Regions from separate parts of the Mus musculus genome. Here region 2 is linked to region 1. Evidence: chromatin contacts called from public promoter capture Hi-C data. All regions are on one chromosome and are shown on one strand. Each heading gives the region's core, a stretch centred on a gene start, on an enhancer-like site or on the middle of the called end of the contact. The rest is flanking DNA. Distances are from core to core; before and after follow the strand shown. Region 1 holds the start of Clmn (calmin). Region 2 holds the start of D430019H16Rik (RIKEN cDNA D430019H16 gene).

Evidence for each region. Promoter capture Hi-C pulls out the DNA fragments that hold promoters and counts their contacts.
Region 2: a contact with region 1 is called in a promoter capture Hi-C map of pre-B cells, with 3 times the contacts expected there. The contact joins the promoter of D430019H16Rik here to the promoter of Clmn in region 1. A contact is called at or near these places in 5 of 39 promoter capture datasets (the 3T3-L1 cell line, embryonic stem cells, hippocampal neurons and 2 more).

What each region holds. Positions count from the first base shown.
Region 1 is chr12:104,863,149-104,866,936 of GRCm38.p6, forward strand. It overlaps Clmn (calmin), which reads right to left and starts at 1,928. Exons shown (of 14, transcript NM_053155.2): 1 at 1,722-1,928. The coding sequence starts at 1,803.
Region 2 is chr12:105,451,740-105,455,527 of GRCm38.p6, forward strand. D430019H16Rik (RIKEN cDNA D430019H16 gene) reads left to right here and starts at 2,117. Exons shown (of 2, transcript NM_001252508.1): 1 at 2,117-2,411. The coding sequence starts at 2,385.

The sequences.
Region 1 (3,788 bases), core at 678-3,177:
AACTAAAAGCATGCTAAGCTTACGCTTAAAATCAGTCTATGTCATACATGTAATACATATGTAATACATATGACATTTGAGATACATGATTTGAAGTTGGCCTCTTACTAACAGAATCCATTGCTGTTCAAATTATAACTGATATTTTGCCTGAAAGTGTGGTCACCTCAAAGCGAGGAGCTGAGACACCCCTCTAGCCCTTCAAGAACTGTCGCAAATCATGCTGTGTAGTCCCATCTCTCTGCCTCACTTCGCCGCCTGTTCCTTTACAATAATTGAGCTCTACCAAGGGACCTGATCCTACAAGAATAATTGTCTGTGGCAGATAGTATGTGCTCATTAAAATGCCTAGTGATTGCCTAAGGTACATGAGACACACCAGATCTGACAGCCCCAACCAGATACCATCTCAGCAATGGTATGCTGCCCACCCCAAACCAAACCCAAGCTCTCTCCATCACTGCAGCTCTGAGCCTCCTCCTTTGACACAAATCACAGTAGCTGTACAGTAGCAGAATCCAGAGCTGCCAGTGCAGTGCCCACTCCCTGAGCCGCCCGCTGGCTCCTTTTCAGGTCACCTCTGCAGACCTGCACTGTCCTTGCCAAACCTCAGTTGGAGAGGGCCACGTGAGCTCCCAGAAAACATTCTCTCAGGTGTAATGTTTAATCTAGACTCTTCCCCCCCACCCCCCGCAGGGGCTCCCTGCCCTGCTGGCAAAAGGGACACCCACAATCCTCCTGCCCCACCTCTGTCCAGACCTTCCAGTTGGATCCTGGCGAATTCAACCTTGGACTCTTCTTCAGCCCCGAGTCAGTAGGGGAAGTGGCTTAACCCAGCCTCACCTGTGCATGGGGCCAGGTGGGTGAGGAGGCCGGAAGTGGATTTATGTCCAATTCTGCAAAGCTCCCATAGGAGAGAGGGGGCTCGAAACACACTCCACCCACAGGGCTTGAGAGCAATGCCTTTTGCGAGTGGGAGGGGTGGGTCTCTTTTCCTTAAGAGCGCTCTCTCTCTCTCTCTCTCTCTCTCTCTCTCTCTCTCTCTCTCTCTCTGTGTGTGTGTGTGTGTGTGTGTGTGTGTGTGTGTGTTTGCTAAGTTTCCACACCCAATACTTTCTTTTGGAAGATACTTCATAGTCATAGGTGGCAGAACCACAGAGCCCAAGTCTGACACACGGGCCACCAGGAGTTTCTCTTTCATCTTGTCAACCGCCTCAGGCAAGGGGGTTTAGTTCCAGCCCCTCCCTAGTCTGTGGGGCTGGGTAGAGAAGGTCTTCTGAACCTCACTCAGTTCACTGGAGTCCTCAGCGTGCCCCCATCATCCAGAGCCTCTCGGGACTGACGCTGTGCCCCACTCCAGGTCCCCAGCCCCATAGCTACTTCGGAAGAGCTTTAAGTCTGGCTTGTGCGCACACAGCACACAGTGGCACTTTCTCCTGGCCCTGACCCGGGCCACCGCCCCCCAAGACTCCACGTACAAACTTCTCTAAACTACCGGAGGCGGTAGGAGGGGGGTGATGGTCCCCTGCTGGGAATGGGGTGCACACACGCGCGTGCCCACACGCACACGCGTGCACACACACGCCCACGCACCGCCCCACCCCCTGAGCTCTGCAAACCCGGCGCAGGCCAGCCACACCGGCTCCGGGGCGCACGGGGGGAACCAGCCGGGCCCACGCTTGGTGGATACGGGCCCTCCGGGGAGGCCGGGGCCGCGGTACCTTGCAGGTTTTGCACACGGATGTCGCTGATCTGCCCGATGAGCTCCTCGCGCTGGAACCAGTCCCACTCCTGAGCAGCCATGGAGCGCGCGCGGCGGGCCGGGGCGGCGGGCGGCGGGCGGCGGGCAGCGGGCAGCGAGAGGTGGGCGGCTAGCGCGGGGCTGGTGGGCGGGCGAAGGGCCGGCCCCGCCGCGGGCGGACGGGCTGGCGGGCGGGCGCGGGCGGCGGAGCGGGGCGCCCGGCGCGCGCTCACTGCCCGGCGGGGGCGGGGGCCCCGGGCGGGAGGGAAGAGGGCGGGGCGGGGCGGGAGGAGCCGGCCTCAGGACAGTCCTTTTTTTTTTTTTTTCCTTTTTTTTCCTCCCCCACCCGCAGGGTGGGTGTTGGTTGGATTGTTTGGTCGCAAACGCACAATGATGAGGCACAGGGGGGTCGCAGCCCATAGATTGTGATGTCTTGAGGGGGTGGGCCTGGTGACGCAAGCCAGGGTGCCCCTAGCGCTGGTCCAGGATGTCTGCCCCTTCCCTATCCTGTCCCTTCTAGTCGCAGTAGGAACTCCTCCTATGCCTGGATCATCTCCCTGCTAAAGGCAGCTAAACCCTGTCCATCTCTGATCCCAGGACCATGGAAAGTGAGTGATGGGCTAAGTGATGTGGAGATGGAGTTTCCTATAGAGCAGGAGTTGGGGGCAGCGGGAGTGGGAGGGGGGATCCTTTCTTGGTTTAAGAGTAAAGGCCACTTCCGGTTCTCTCCAGCTGTTGGGAGAAACAGCTCTCCTCCCAGAAATGGGTTCCTTTGGGGTCTTGGCCACAAGAAATCTGGTGCTTTATCGAAACCCCAAGGACAGGCTGGGCAATGGCTCAGGTGGTTCCCTGCTTGCCTCGCACGCAGGAAGCCTTGGGTTTGATCCCATGCGCAACATAAACGGGGTCTTTGCATAATCTGTGGTCCTAGCACTCTGGAGATGGAGACAGCAGGAGAAGTTCAAGGTCATTCACAGCCACCTGGATGAGTTTAAGGTCATCCTGGGATACCTGAGACAGAACAGGCCTTTGTGGTTCCCACTCTGGGCCCCTGTGTCTTTTAACCTGAGAATTCTGGAGCTTATCTTGTTTGGGGCTCCACAGGGCCTGTGTACTTGCAGCCAACTCCTTTATCGGTTAGCCAACAGAAAATCTGGGAGTTTGTCTAAAGTGAGGAATGACTTAGGGGTACACAAGTCCCAGTGTCTTGCTCTCTGTTCAGATCCTACCTACAAGAAAACCAAGTATGCCATTGGTAGGATGAATGCCCAGAGGGAGAAAGTGCGCAGAGCTCTCTGAGTATGGAGACTCACCGAGGCCTGCTGACCATTGCCATGTCTGTGGAAAGCCCAGCAATGAGCAAGCAAAGATGAAGGCCACAGACATGTCTCCTGGGAGAAGCGGGCCCTGGGGGGGGGGGGGGCAATGAGAAGACCCTTAAGTCATTTGTGTTTAACCCAATAACCAGCTGAGATGACAATCCCAGATCAAAGTGATCTTCAGAAAGGGGGACATTGTCAGCTGAGGGCAAGGAGCCAGGGTGGAGGTAACATCAGCAAGGGTCCCATAAAGCCTGACCCTGAAGCTGAGACTAAAGGAAGGGAGAGGCCCACCTCCCCAACCCCCCAGAATCCAACCCCCAGGACCAGGCATCCACCCAGCAGAGTAGATCATGATCTCAGTGCAGATCATGGGTGTCTGAGGCTCTCACTAGACCACTCTGTCCCTGCCTGGATTCAAGGTTACGCTATAGAGCCAGGTCCAGTTAACATGCATGGTCTCACCTCTCCTCCACAAGGCATCCCACTTGAATTCGATTTCTATCTTTGCTGTGGGTTGAAAATCATTTCCTTCACAAAGCCAAGTGCTAAGAAAGTCAGCTTCGTTGTCTCCATTGTGAGATGGCCAATAGAGAACTTGACTCAAAACAGTATGTGGTTGAAAAATGATCAGAAAGGACGGGCTATCTGTGATGCCTATTCTTGGGAATGACGGGGAAGGAGGCCTGAGTCACTGCTGATTAAACACCAACTGTAAACCTGATGTT
Region 2 (3,788 bases), core at 867-3,366, 590 kb after region 1:
CAGACACCATGACCAAGGCAAGTCTTATAAAAAACAACATTTAATTGGGGCTGGCTTACAGGTTCAGAGGTTCAGTCCATTATCATCAAGGTGGGAGCATGGCAGTATCCAGGCAGGCATGGCACAGGAGGAGCTGAGAGTTCTACGTCTTCATCCAAAGGCTGCTAGTGGAAGACTGACTGACAGGCAACTAGAGTGAGGATCTTATACCCACACCCACAGTGACACACCCATTCCAACCAGGTCACACCTATTCCAACAAGGCCACACCTTCAGATGGTGCCACTCCCTGGTCCAAGGATATACAAACCATCACACTAGGCAAGGCCCTAATCTACTGGACATACTGTAGAAGTGACATTGCTCCAGGACCACAGCCTTAGGAATGGGTGACAGACGTGTTCATGAAAATAACTCAGACATAAATGTATATAGCAGATGTTTTCATAAACACCAAAGAACAGAAACATCACAGACATCCTTTGACAGATATGTAGTTAAGCTAACCGTGGTACGTCAATAATATAAAATACTACTCAGCAATAAAAAAGGAGCAAATTGTTCTCTATAACAACCTGGATGAACCTCCAGGTAGCTGGGTTGATTGACACTAACTAGAGGGTTATTAGTCATGGTTCCATTTATAGAGTTTTCTTGAAGTGACAGAAGTACAGAGATGGGAACAGACCAGTCGGGGACCATGAACACTTAGATTCCAGGCGGCTGGGGCAGCGGGGCAAGCAATAAAGCTTTGAAGAGATGGCCCTCAGGGCTTAAAGACCATTGCTTAGTCTGTGTAATTGTGAGCCTGAGCCTTTCATGGCTGGGCCATTTCTCCAGCTCCATTTATTCTTTCTGTGTGACTGCATGGAGGAGGCATTGTTGTTTAAGTTGTACACCACACATGCACACACACATACACACAATGCACACATACATACATATGCACTCACACATATGCACACATAAACACATAGACAAACACACACACACCTACAAACCTCTGCAAGAATGGCTTCATGGTGAAAGTGCAGTGGATGTGAAGGTTCTGGGTGGGCTGAGGAACTGCCAGGCCATAGAGCAGTCGTTCTCAACCTTGGCATCACGACCCCTTTGGGGTCAAATGACCCTTTCACAAGAATCGCATATCAGATATCCTGCATATCAGATATTTACATTACGAACCATAACAATAGCAAAATTACAGTCGTGAAGTAGCAACGAAAATAATTTTATGTTCAGGGATCACCACAGCATGAGGAACTGTATTGAAGGGTTGCAACATTATGTCGGTTAAGACCCGCTGCTGTAGCCCGGTGGGAACCAGTGGGGTTCCGGGGGGCACTGAGACTGAAGGCCAGTGCTTGGCCTGGAAGGGTGCAGAAGTGATAGATGCCAGAGTGAGGGAGCGAGGAAGAGTTGAGCCTGGAAGAGTTAGAGACCCAGGAAGCAAGAAAGGAAACAAACCGGAAGCACGGGGCAGGAGGTGGGAAGGAGAAAAGGAAGGGGGAGGGGGGAAAGAGACTGGAGGGATGGACACACACACTCCCAGAGAGCAACAGGCCCCTCTGGGTACCTCTGTGGCTCCCTTCACTGCATCGATAACCGTGACTTGGGCTACTTTTCTGGTAACTGAACCACAGGCACTGTTTGCAGGTTATGTATGCGATTCACTCCATGGTCTCCACTAAGGGCCTTCCTACAGCTCATCCTGTGGAGACATAATCCCTAGGTTCCGTTACTCCCATTCTACAAACGAGGATACTCAGATTCAAACGAGCACTAATTCACCCAAACCGCACAATACAAAAATGCTAGACTTTCCGCTTTGTTCTGCTCAGTTCAAGAGCCAAGCCTTCAGAAGTGTAGGAGCAGGGTTGCCACCGAAAGCCAGACACATCTACTCAAACAACTCCCGGAAAGCACTTTTGGGGCTGGAGTCAAGTGCCCTGGGAAGGGCACCCATCGCCCCAGCTGGCTCGCCTCAGACCTCACTTTCCCCATTTGGCCAGGGTAGAGAGAGGACTGCTAGAAATCAAGGGTCTGGCTTGGCCCGCCCTCGGGGGTGTGGTTGGGAGTGGTCACGTGGAGGGGCGCCGCGCCCGGGGTCTCCCGCCCACTTGGAGGCGTCTGGAGCCGAAGCCTGGAGCCAGCCAGGGCGCTGAGAGGGCTGGAGACTCGCCACCACGCCAGGGCTGCTGAGGTCACGGTCGCCGGGGCCCGAGGGCACCTGCTCGCGGTTCCGCCCGCTCTCTGATAATTGTGCGGGAGGCTGGACTCGCAGCGGCGACGGCGACGACAGCAGCAGCAACAGCGAGGACTGGAGCAGGGGCAGCAGCAGCAGCAGCAGCAGCAGCAGCAGCAGCCACACCAGCCGTGACACCATGGATCTGTCTTTTATGGCCGCTCAGGTAACCTGGAATCTTCCCCCCACGCGTCCTAGGGTCTCCAAGTTTGCAGGACCCCAGCCTCGCTGTCCTCCCGGGTGCATCTCTTGCATCCGTGGCCAGGTCCTTTGTCCCGAGCCGGGGAGCCCCACCTGGTGTACGTACTCGGGAGCTTGACTGTCCTGGATGGAGTGGCCCATACCCCTTGCACATCGAGGGGTGCAGTAGGGCTGTCTCCACTGAGCACCCCTACTTCTGAGAAAGACAGTTCCGAGGAGCCTGGGCAGTTGAAGTGGCCCCTCCCTGCCCAACCCCCACCCGCTGTTTGCTCTGGAGCCCCTGGACTGGCAGAGGGGAAGCTGCTCTCCCCATTCTGGTTTTGCTCGGCGCTGGTACTTGTTGGTGTCCTCTGGGAACCCCCCACCCCCTTTCTTCTCCACTGTGGGTGGGACTTTAGTCTCTAGCGCTCAGGAAGGCAGTGTGACAGGGCTTTGTGATAGAGATGCATGGTTTAAAAGCATTTTTGCTTTGTGCTGGGTTTGAGCAGGGAACCACCATCCGTCCCCACACAAAACAGGTTCCTCGTGGCAGGCGGACAAATGACCTCTTGGCGCTCTGCCTGGTCTCCGCTGCAGGAGAATCCCCTGAGTTGTGATCCTTGGTGTTCTCTTGAGCCAGAACAAAGACACACACCCTTTTCTGGGATTGTGTGTGGCCCCTGGGAAGACCCAGAGTCGACCATGGGTAAAGGCTACATTTGGCCGGACACAAGTCCCAAACCATGATATTTCACCTTCTGAGGTTGTGCTGGGAGCAGAGTGATAGGGGCGACATCCTGTCTCCTGGGTGCTTGTCAAGGACCTGCCCCCCCCCCCCCAACACTGCTGCTTGTTTTCCGGAGTGATGTTCGAAGGCACACTTTCGCCAGACTTTTGCCGGTGTGTTGGAAGTCTGTTTAAGATGTAACTTCAAAAGCCAGACTGGATATGGAGGGTTGTTCCCAAACGGGAACATCAAAGGAGCCAAAGTCCCCAAGTTGGCTCTGGGGAGTCAGGACCCCAGGCTTTGGGCTAGCTCTGAAGCAAGCAAGCTGTGAGCTCTAACAGCTCCTGTAACATGACCCAGCTAATCATATTCAACCCGTGTGTAAATACCATCATGTGCAAAACAGTCACTACCACTCTCGATGTAGGTGGGCTTAGCTGAGTGCTAACTGAAGAAAGAGAAAGCTCACAGGATGTCTGAGGCTGCCTCCCTCTCTGCATCCCACAGAAGCTGCTGTTCCCATGGTTACAGGATAAATTGATCATTACTAACTAACCTTGGGGCTGGCTAGAGCATCCACAGTTGCTATGGCAACCTGACAAAATAAACAGGGCTTTTCAGCACCTGTGGGCAGAG